Regions from separate parts of the Mus musculus genome. Here region 2 is linked to region 1. A link is a contact called in public promoter capture Hi-C data. All regions are on one chromosome and are shown on one strand. Each heading gives the region's core, a stretch centred on a gene start, on an enhancer-like site or on the middle of the called end of the contact. The rest is flanking DNA. Distances are from core to core; before and after follow the strand shown. Region 1 has its middle 26 kb from the start of Ddx6. Region 2 overlaps Phldb1 (pleckstrin homology like domain, family B, member 1).

Region 1 (5,591 bases), core at 1,774-4,273:
CACCCGAGGCCTTGGCATTGTTGATATTTGCTTCAGGCCCTTCCTCGTCTTCTTGGCAAAGCACAAAGGTTGCCTCAAGAGCTTGGGGTCAACCCTCTTGAAAGATTCAAACCTTCATGATCTGGATTTCTTGATGCCATTTCTGTTCCGCGTGGGGCACTGGTAGTGAGGTATGGTTCTTGGACTGAGTTATGTATGCACCATAATTTGTGGCTTCCAGAATGGCTTTGTTTTTTTCCTTTAGAGACATGTTCTCATCTAACCCTAACCGACCTAACCTGTAGCTGAGGATATCTCTTTACTGATTCTCCTGCCTCAGTCTCCCATGTGTGTGAATTACAGGCATGTGCCACCATAGCACAATGACAAAAATTTCTTGACTGAAATCATTATTTTCTAAGTGAAGTAGCAAGGAGGGTAAAAGTGTACTTTCTAGAGTCAGAAATTTGTACCTTGCTACAAAGCCTACTTCTGTCACTTGCTAGCAAGGTGACATGAACCCAGTTGTTTAATTTATCCGTGCCTCAGTTTCCTCTTATGTGGTTAGGATCACAGTGATGTTTAAAGGACACTTGCAAAGCCAGTGTTTGGAACTCTTTGGTGACAGTGTACCAAAATAAAATGCTTTTGAATAAAAGCTAAGCACCAGCAAAGCTTCCTGTAAGAATAGGCAAGTTTATTATAAAATGTAAATGGAAGGGAGGCTTGGGAGCTAGTTGGCTCAGTAGGTAAGAGCGCTCACTTGATGTTGGGTTTGAAATGTCCCCACACTGGCTCCTGTACCTGAACACTTGGTTCTGGGCAGTCTTCTTTGAAGAGGTTGTGGGATTCTTTTTTTTTTTTAAGATTTATTTATTTATTATACATAAGTACACTGTAGCTGTCTTCAGATGCACCAGAAGAAGGAGTCAGATCTTGTTACGGATGGTTGTGAGCCACCATGTGGTTGCTGGGACTTGAACTCAGGACCTTTGGAAGAACAGTCGGGTGCTCTTACCTGCTGAGCCATCTCACCAGCCCCCTGGTTGTGGGATTCTTAAGAGGTAGAACTTGATGGAGGAAGGGTGTCACTGGGTAGGGAGAACTTCAATAGCGGGAGAATAGCGTTGTTTTTCCTGCCTTTATAATCCGTTGTATTTTGTCTTCTTGTGGTGCTGAATTTGAACCTATGGTCTCAGGCCTTTTTGGTTAAGTACTCTATCACTGACACTCTATCTACAGGCCCTGTAGTTGTTTGCTTGTTTGTTTGTTTGTTTGTTGAGACAGAGTCTTACTGTGTAGCTCTGGCTGGCCTGAAATTCTCTTTGCTGATCAGGATGACCATAAACCCACAGAGATCAGCCTTCTGCTACCTCCTGAGTGCTGGGATTAAAGGTGTGCACCACCACACCTGGCTCTCTTTTTGTTTTAATATTTTTATTATACTTATTATTATTGTGTATATGATATATATATGGGGTGCTGCACAGGGCACAGGTACAGAAGTGAGTAAGTTCTCTCCTTCCATTGTGGGTTCCAGGGGTAAAACCCAGGTCACTAGGTTTGTGCAATAAGTAAGTGCCTTTTATCTGCTGAGCTTTCTTTCTTTCTTTTGTTTTTTTTTGTTTTTGTTTTTGTTTTATGAGACAGGGTTTCTCTGTGTAGCCCTGGCTGTCCTGGAACTCACTCTGTAGACTAGGCTATCCTTGAACTCAGAGATCCGCCTGCCTCTGCCTCCCAAGTGCTGGGATGAAAGGCATGCGCCACCACGCCCAGCCTCTGCTGAGCTTTCTTGCCGTCCTGCATCTTGTTTTTTGAGACAGAGTCTCTCAGAGGGACCTGGGGCTCACAGTTGGGCTGTGCTGGCTGGCTAAGGTCATGACATAATGTCTAGCCTTCTATGTGGGCCTCAGGAATCAAATTCAGGTCTTTTTTTTTTTTTAAGATTTATTTATTTTTATTATATGTAAGTACACTGTAGCTGTCTTCAGACACTCCAGAAGAGGGAGTCAGATCTCATTATGGATGGTTGTGAGCCACCATGTGGTTGCTGGGATTTGAACTTCGGACCTTTGGAAGAGCAGTCGAGTGCTCTTACCCACTGAGCTATCTCACCAGCACCAAATTCAGGTCTTTATGAGTGTAAAGCAAGCCAACTGGGCCATTGCTCCAACACCACATGTCATAATTATTACAACAGGAAAATGACTTAGGCACATTTGTCTAGTGTGGCATCATCAGGCAGCAAATACTTTGATTATACTTTGGGTTCTCTTCAGATCATGTACGTCTTTCTCCTTAATAAATATTTTTAGAGTTTTGAACAAATCAGTCAATTGGAAGTCAGGAGAAGGATGGAAGAGCAAAATCTTTAACGCTCCCTCCCCTAGGCAGCTGCTGTGATGGAAACTCCTTCCTCGTGGGAAACAGACGTGTCCACAGCTCTACGGGAGCTTCGTGGATGCAGTCTTGCTCTCTGTTCTTGAGGATGCAGAGATAGAAAAGAATAGTGAAGACTCTGGTGGGGAGTGAGGACATTAACTTTACAGGGCTGGACCTGGGGCTGGGTTGGGAGAGCACTTGCATACAAGGCATGTGGTCCTAGGTTTGATCCCCAGCACCCAATAAACCAGGTCTGTGATGTGGGAGACAGAGACAGGAGGATGAGGTCAGGGTGATTTTAGCTACACAAAGCGTCTGAAGCCAGCTTGGGATATAAAAGACCCTGTTTTATACCCTGCCCCTCAAAAAAAAAAAAAGCAGTACGTAAGTAAACAAACATAAAGATAAATAAACAAATATAAATAAAATGTAAATAAACAAATATAAAGACCGGGGAGGGTCCCAAAAGTACTTCAGTTGTGTGGTCCCTGGCAGTCTGGCAGGCACAGTGCTGCAAACACGTGATTCCAGTTCCTCAAGGGGCACTTTTGCCGATGACATCAAGACCAGCTTACCAAAAGGGGGACACCATCTCAAGCAAAACAAACAGTAGTGTGGGCTTTCTGTAGGCAAAGGAGAACCAGGAAGCAACCTAGTGGTAGCGTGTAGGAGGAGGGGCCGCCAAAAGGGGGAGGGGCCAAGGGAAAATACGAAATCCCCTATTAGGAGACTGCAGTTCAACGGGAGTTGAGAGTGATGTGTTGATGTCAGCAATGAAGCAGCTGTGACTTGCAGCTCTCTGATCCAGGCAGGCTCTCAAAAGTGGAAGTAAAAGCCCAACAAGAAGGAAGAATGAATTCTCCATGTTGACAAACATCTGCTCCCAGAAATAAAAATATCCTTTATTCAGAGAGACTTCTTCTTCTTCCTCTTCCTCTTCCTCTTCTCCTTCTCCTCCTTCCCCTCCTCCTCCTCCTCTTCTTTCTTCTTCTTCTTCTTCTTCTTCTTCTTCTTCTTCTTCTTCTTCTTCTTCTTCTTCTTCTTCCCCCTTCCCCCTTCCCTTTCTCCTCCCTTCCCCTCCCCCTCCCCCCTCCTCCTCCCTCTCATCCTCCTCCTCCTTCTTCTCCCTTTTTTCTTTTCCCTTGAGACATGGATTCTCTGTGTAGTCCCAGTTGTACTCACTACGTAGACCAGGTTGGCCTCAAGCTTACAGAGTTCTGGCTGCCTCCACCTCTCAGGTACTGGGATTAAAGGGGAACTCCACCATGTCTGGCTCAGAAATAGTTCTCAACCTCTTCAGGGAATGTAAAAGCATTGCAGGGGCTGGGGAAATGATAATGAACGTAGTAAAAAACAAAATGCCTTTCAGACATCTAAAAATAGCTTAGACAAGATCCAACACTCCACCCAAGGCTGCACCCGATAACCAGAACCCAGGGATATCCTTCACCCAAGATAACCAGACACAGTCCTGGAACCCGTGACACCCATTCAACAGTATATAAGCAGAGATCGAGAGCAATATTCTGCTCTACACATCTAGAGAGACGCCACCTTGATCTACCCTGTGGCTACAGAATCTCAAACAGGGTCCTGACCCTCAAATCAAAGACTTAGAGACTTTAGACTTCTGTTAAAGACTGGACCTGACCTTCAGCTAAGATAACTCGTACCGGTGAGTAGCCTTGGGGAGATAGGCTTCAAACCATTAGTTAGGAGTTCAGAGTGTGAACCCTCAGCATAATAAAATATAACTTTTGTTATACTAACTACACGCACCTACCTTCATGCTCACTATAGTGGTTGAAGGCACACACTGCTCTTCCAGGGGACCCAGATTTAGTTCCCAGCACCCATATGCGGGTGGCGATTCCCAACTGTCTGTAATTCAGGTCCATGAGGAGCTGATACCGCCCAGCATACACACATGCACATGATTAAAGATAACAACAAATCTTCTAAAAATAGGTGTACCAATCATGAGAGATGATGGCTCTGGTTAGGGCACTTGTTGCTCTTACAAAGGACCCAGGTTTGGTTCCCAGCACCTACATGTGGTTCACAACCATTCATAACTCCAGTTCCAGGGAATTTGACACTCTTTCTAGCTTCTGCAGGCACCAGACACACACGTGGTGAACCTCTGTATATATAGGCAAATACTCATTTACACAAAATAAAATAAATCTAAGATTGCAGAGGAAAATATCTAAATCACTAAATACAAATGCTTTACACTTATTCGTTGTGTGTGTGCGTGCACCCACGCTCTGATACCAAGGCTTGCACATGGAGGTCAAAGACAACGTGCAGAACTCATTTCTCTCCTTCCACCATGTGGGTCCTGGGGAATCAAACTCAAGTTGTCAGGTTTGGCCGAAAGTGCCATAGTACACTGATTCATTTTGGTGACCCAACTGCCACCTCCATCTCTTCTTGTTCTTTTTTTCCCCACCTTCTTCTTGAGACTGAGTCTCATATAGCTTAGGCTGGGCTCCAATTTGCTTTGTAGCTGAAGATACTGTCGTTAATCCTTCTGCCTCTGCCACCCAAATGCTGGGATTAAGTATGTGCATAAAACCAGTGGCTTCTATAACCATTAACTAGGAAAGTCTACAATCGGCTGTCTTAAGGCCCATTAAGGGTGTTGTAATGTGAGGATTTGTGTTTCTCTTTATTTCCCCCACCTGGCCTATTTCCTGTTTCTAAGGTACTTTGGTTGTCATAGAAACAGAAACAAACACAACTAATTTCCTCTAATTGAGCTGCAGGATCCCACCCCCAGCTTTGCCCACAGGCACAGCTGTGTGACCCTTTACAGCTCTTCCATGCTCTTCTCCCTGACTCTGTCTGCTCATCGCCCACTCCTGGGCCGGCTGCACCTTTGAAAGTGTGGATAGCTGTGTGATTACTTGCCTCCAGCTCCACACTGAGTGTGCAAAGCAAACTCTCGCAGCAGAGACTAGTGCTTCCAAAAGCCCAAGTTAGTTTATGGGCTCATGTTGATTGATCGGTGACATTAGGGTTACTTAAGGGTTTCCAGGGATTTTATGTTTTCCTTATTAGATTGCTGTGTAAAAGTAATTTTTGTCCCTTGGTATCTAAGTAGCATAGGGCATGTAAATGTACCAAGAGGGCTACTCATTGGATTCTGCTATCATGAAGCTCAGTGAAGGAAATAGATTACTGAAGAGCAACTGAAAGCTGGAAAGTTCGCGTGTGAACAATCT
Region 2 (5,591 bases), core at 2,127-4,626, 130 kb after region 1:
TCCTCTCCAAGCAAGGGGGAAGAACAGTGAAGAAACGCCAATCCAGATCGCATGTCGCACAGCAGAAATGCCTTGGGCTTTGCAGCCTAGTGAATTCTAGCAGGCTTGAGTTCCTACCCTGATTCTGAGGCTTGTATGACAAAAGGCTCTGTGCAAACAGGGAGTTTCTGAGTCACCTGTAAAACTAGGCAATACCCTAAGAATAGCACAAGAAACTCAGGGAATGGTCCTAGTAGGATCTGCACCATGAGCCTGGGAAATGGGAGTTTTCTTCCCTTCCTGCATCTTCTATCAGGACAGTGAGTGCATTTAAAAAAATACAATTACTTACTTTATTTTACATGTATTTGTGTGCATGTTTATCTGTGCACTGTGTACCAGATACACATGCACACACTATGACAGCCAGAGGTGGTCAGGAAAGGTGTTGGATCCCCTGGAACTGGGGTTAGAGATGATTGTGAACCACCCAGTGGATGACGGGAATCAAATATGGGTCCTTTGGAAAAGCCCCTAGTGCTCTTAACTACCGAGCCATCTCTACAGTCCCCAAGGGCACATTTTTTTTTTTAAATGGCAGAACAGCTCAGGGAAGGAAACAAAGGATCTGAATGTATGACACCCAGTGGCTCCATTTTACCATCGAACCCCAGGCTGGCCAGCAAGTCCCCATCTTCCATTTGAACCCTACGGCCCAGACTTCGCTGTCCTTATCTTCCACATACACTGAAGCCAGGAAACTGCATGTTATATGGGCCTTGGTGTTAGCCATAGACTCTGGCATCACCTAAGCCACGCCCCTAACCCTTTCCTGCTTCTCGATGCTAACACATGGCCCATCCTCTGTCACTGTCTATGCTTGGTGTGGCTGAGACTACAGCTTTAGCAAATCTGAGCTGATCAGGGACAATGCTCCATCTTCTCTCTTTGCAGATAGACCGAGTGGGACCAAAGCAGGAACCCAGGTGGATAACTTCCTAGCAAGGCTAGCCTCCAGATCTTAGGTCTCTGAGTGTATCCCAGAACCTCCAACAGCTCTAGAAGGGCATGGACAGAGATGAAGCGGAATGACAGAGATATAGCTGAATGGCAGATATGTGCTTAGCATTCAGAAGGCTCTGGGCTAGATCTCCAACACCATAAGAAGACATTCAAGGGCAGTAGCAAGGCACCTCAGCTGCAGACTCCTCCTCCACACTCTTTTCCTGGACACACTACTGAGAGCTCTCAGTGTGAGCAATTACACTTTCCCTTGAGAGACTTCGGAGAGCCAGGGTTTAGTAAAACTAACTCTCCTTGCTGAGCCATCATCATCCGCTCTTCTGCCTTTCCACATTAATTCCACACCAGCCCTATAGTTCTCATTCTTACTGACAGTCATTAAGTAACGGAGACACAAAAAGATGTCTTTTGTGTCGTTCACAGAATGTGACTCAACCCCTGGTTACTAGCCTCCATCCTGCACTCAGGCTATGCAGGAGTGAGCAGTGCGCACCTTCCTCTTGCTCACACTGCGCAGCAACTCAGCCTTGCTCCGCAGCAGCCCTTGGCCGGCCAGCTCCCGCTCCTCCTCCACGCGACTCTCACGCTCCAGCTGCTGGAACTCCAGGTCCTCAAAGAGCTTTGTCTCAGTCTCTAGAGCGTCTGCCTCCTTCAACGACAGTGACATCGTGTTTGGGTGTGGGGATGCTCTCAAAGCCACTCTGGGCCAGGAAGGCCAGGCCACAAAGTCAGGAGTTAGGTGGGGCTGGACCCGGGGAAACTGGGGAAGGAACCGGCCCCACCGCCCAACTCCCTCTACTTTTTTGGCTGAGCCCTTTTCGCGGGACATCGCGATCTGGAGCACTGATCCCACCCAACATTGCTGGTCCCCTTCCAAGCCTCTGCACCGACCCTGTTGTCCGGCAAGTACTGCAGGGGCCAGGTGGTCCTGTCCCACCGCTCTCCTATCTTCGGTCAGGGCGGTGGCCCACGGGGGCCGGGGAGGGGGCTGGTGGAACTGACCCTTCTCAGCTGCTCCTGTAACTGTTCCCGCACTGACTCGGGGCAGTTATCGAGCTGCGTCTGGAGCTCGGCGTAGAGCGCCTGGCGGGCCTCCAGGTGCCTCCGTCCCGCGGCCAGCTCCGCCCTCTCCTGGTCGGCGGGAGGGGAGGGAGGCGGGGCACAGGGGAGAGAGAACACACACTCCTCAACTCCGGCCCGGCGCGGGGGGCAGGGGCGAGCACAGGAGTACACCGGGAGTTGGGGGGCAAGCAGCGAGACGGAAGAGAGCAGGAGAAGAAACAGAGGTTTAAGACGGGACTCAGGCAGGGGACGGTGTAACAAAGGCAGAGGTGTGGGGGCAGGGTGGAAATGTTGGTCCCTTTAGAAATGTTTTGGAAGGTCCTAAGACGGGACCTTCCGGTTCCGCTTCAAACTAAAGTTAAAGCCGATGCAAGAAGGCAAGTACCAAGCCTTGAGTTCTATCACTGTTCCGAGACCAAAATTTAACCCTGGGAAAAATGGGGATGGTGGGAAGAGTTAAATATAGGACTGGGGAGTAAACGTGGAGCTAAAGTTGTTAGAGTTACAGCAGTGCAGCAAGGGGACCCCAGCCCAACCCCCATGGCCTCCCTCCCCTCCTGCCCAGGGTGGAGGTGGGGTGCCAGCAAAGCAGGCTGAACTTCAGTAGGGATGAGGGTTGCAATTAGTTCGGCCCGTTGCCATGGTAATAGGAGCCCCAGGAGTGGATACAGGGAGGAGGTGGATGGCTCTGTCTGGGGTGAGATGACACCTCTGAGGGCGGAAAGGGGGACGAGGGAGGAGTTGGTGAGTCACCCCTCTGAAGGACATGCAGAGGAGACACTGTGATTACTGATTCCAAAGCCAGAGTGGGGCCATGGGCTGGAAGCTGGGCGGGAAAGTCAAGAGAACCTTCCCAACACCACCAACAGCATCAGCACCACCACCACCACCACCACCACCACTTCACTATCACGCCTCAAACACCTGGACCGGAGGGAAGGCAAAGTCCTAGGAGCAATCTCAGCTAAGTGAGGCTAGCCAAGCTGCTTGTGGAATGCCTTTCCCCTGTGCTGCACCAGCCCAGTTCACCCACCCATCCTGGAGGGAAGGCCTTGGTCAAGCCAGTCCTGAAGTCTAGATGCTTCTGCCTTGAAATTATCCTGTGTTCTAGGTGGCCTCCAGGGTAGAGGTAGGGAAAGGAACATCTGAATTCAGGGAAGCAAGAATGGGTAGCCAGCCACTCAGAAAGGGCCTCTTCAAGCTCTCCAAGACTGTGCCCACATCTGACCTCCTTATTACTCAGCTCTGGAGGGCTAAGCAGAAGGGACAAACAGTTCACTGCACCTCCAATCCCTGCCCTTCAGTAAACAGGCAACATTATGGAGGCAAAGCCCAGACCTTTCCAGTAGGAGGCGCTGTTTGGGCAGAACATCTCCTTGGTCATGCACATCTCCCCGCAAAACACACACACACACACACACACACACACTCTTATACTCCTCCTGTCAGTGTTCCACTAAGCAAAATTTAGCTGTGCCTTTCTGCCAGTTCCCTTCTGATAATGGGGACCCACACCAAGAAAAGAAGGCAACATTAGAGGGGAGAGGCCAAGGGCACAAAGGTACCCATGGAGTTAGTAAAGCTGGCCTAAGTCAGCCCTGCCTGGGCGGCCTGGCAGTTAGGGGCATGCGAAGAGCCCAGGACAGTGATTAGAGGGGGCGTTAGTGCAGGCCTGGTCGGCAAGCATAGGGTTAATCTGGCACAGAATCTGGGAGTGTGGTTTTGGGGGCCAGAGCCAAAGCTCCATTTATAAAAAGGGGGCAGCAACGAATTTTTAAGATCCTCAAAATTGAGAGCAAGAGGAAGATAAGTCTCAAAAATAATCCAGAAGGAAAAATTAAACCTCTTAGAAAAATACTGTCAAATCCAGAAATAGATGAACCCTCTCCACTTCAGAGCTTTTGGCACGCCGTTGGGCATCTTGGACATGGCTGGCACAACCCCCGTGGGATGGAGCAGCCCCTGAAGACTGGCACTCAATCTGAAAGGGTCAGGGGCAGGGCTGGGACCATCTGGGATGGGAGGCTGCAGATCCTGATGATAGGAAACAGAGGCCTGTGGGCCATCTCCCAAAGACCACATCCTAAGCACCTGAGGCATGCTGGAGGGAGCTTTCTCCTCATGGTGGGCTCCAAACCCGAGTCATGCCCCCCATCCCAGCAGCACCAGTCCTTCAGGCTGTGCTCAGTGCCCAAGAAAGGGCTTTGGCACTTCCTAGAAGGACCACACAGGTTCCAGAACGGCAGGCACCCAGGCAACCAGAGGCAGCACAGAGATCTAGACCCCCAAACACCAGACCAGCCCCCGGCAGTACCATCCAAGCTTGTATCTTCCACAGAGTACAAGGGCCCCTGTCCCTAGAGGGCTACAGAGACCACTCGGATTGCAGGACGGATGCTGAGGGATGTGCATCGCCAGGGAAGGGATACTGCCTTCCTTCTGGGCCACTGGTAGTCAGGTATGGGTTACCTTGTCCCTGTCCTTCTGGATGCCTGTCTCCAAGGCCACCAACTTCTCCTGCAGCTGGTCCACCGCCCTTTGTTCCTTCTGCAGCGAGGCTCGCTCTGCCTCCCGCTCCCCCTGCAGCAGTGCTCTCTCCATCTCGGCCTAGACAAGGGTATCAGCATTCTGTCAAGGCTGGGACCCAAGGGTGAGGCCCCATCCCAGGGCCTGCACACCTCCCGGCCAGGTCACCTCTCGGGCTGCCTCCTGCAGCTGCTGTTCCAGCTCCTTCACTCGGATCTTCAGCTGTTCTACTCGCCCCAGAACCTGAGCCCGCTCCTCTTCCACAGCCAGCACCTCGCCTTGGTGCTTCGCGCCAGGAGCGTCTTCATGCTGGAGGGGAGGAGGGCACCATGAGAGAAGTCTGGAACCTTCTAGGATCCGACTAAGAGGGCGGATTACACGCTCCTCAAAGCACTTCGAAAGGGTAACTAGACCAAAACAAGAGGCCACTTTCCTCCCAGTCAGGGAGCTCAGCTATCGGGAAAGGATTTACCAGAGTGCCAGGGTTGGGTGGGGCCCAGAGGAAAAACAGGTCGTAAGGCACATTTATAGCTTGGGAAAGTCATGGTCACCTCCTTTCCCTCCTGACACCCACAGTTCTTCATTCTGGTCTCACCCAAGCCTTGATCCTTTCATTACCTCCACGCCAGCCCCGCCCCAGGCCGGCCCTGTCCCCCCTCACCTCCTGCTGGGTGCTCTCGGTGCTGCTGCATTCCTCTTTGAGATTCTCTTCATCAGAGCGCTCCATGCTCTCCCACAGGCGCTGGGAGGCACCTCCAGACTCCTCGCCGCACCTTCCGGAGACTACTATGGCTCCTGCCAAGCCTCTTGAGGGCCTCCTGCCTGCCAAGGCCAGCGCTGCCGTGGCCTCTCCAATACTGGGCAGCTCCCCAGTCTCAGGTCCCCCGTCAGCTCGGCTGTACTCAGCACACAGGTTCAGGATGGTCTCCAGGCGCTGGCGTTCCTAGGGACAACGGACAGAGCAGAATGTGAAGAGCAGAAGTCTGAGACCCAGTGCGGCT

Evidence for each region. Capture Hi-C pulls out chosen DNA fragments and counts their contacts.
Region 2: a contact with region 1 is called in a promoter capture Hi-C map of adipose tissue. The contact joins two enhancer-like sites. A contact is called at or near these places in 2 of 115 datasets of contacts at active chromatin or transcription factors (embryonic stem cells and pancreatic cancer cells) and 4 of 9 other capture datasets (adipose tissue, embryonic stem cells, liver and 1 more).

Annotation. Positions count from the first base shown.
Region 1 is chr9:44,576,513-44,582,103 of GRCm38.p6, forward strand. No RefSeq gene overlaps it. Among named protein-coding and RNA genes, the nearest start is that of Ddx6, 26 kb to the right of the region's middle. Within about 2 kb of position 3,024, at least 73 of the 459 cell types and tissues checked have an H3K27ac peak or open chromatin away from gene starts, as enhancers often do. A contact at or near this core is called in adipose tissue, where this site is marked.
Region 2 is chr9:44,706,390-44,711,980 of GRCm38.p6, forward strand. Phldb1 (pleckstrin homology like domain, family B, member 1) reads right to left here. Exons shown (of 22, transcript NM_153537.4): 7 at 5,252-5,533; 8 at 4,759-4,899; 9 at 4,534-4,671; 10 at 1,496-1,651. Among named protein-coding and RNA genes, the nearest start is that of Phldb1, 26 kb to the right of the region's middle. Within about 2 kb of position 3,377, at least 126 of the 459 cell types and tissues checked have an H3K27ac peak or open chromatin away from gene starts, as enhancers often do. A contact at or near this core is called in adipose tissue, where this site is marked.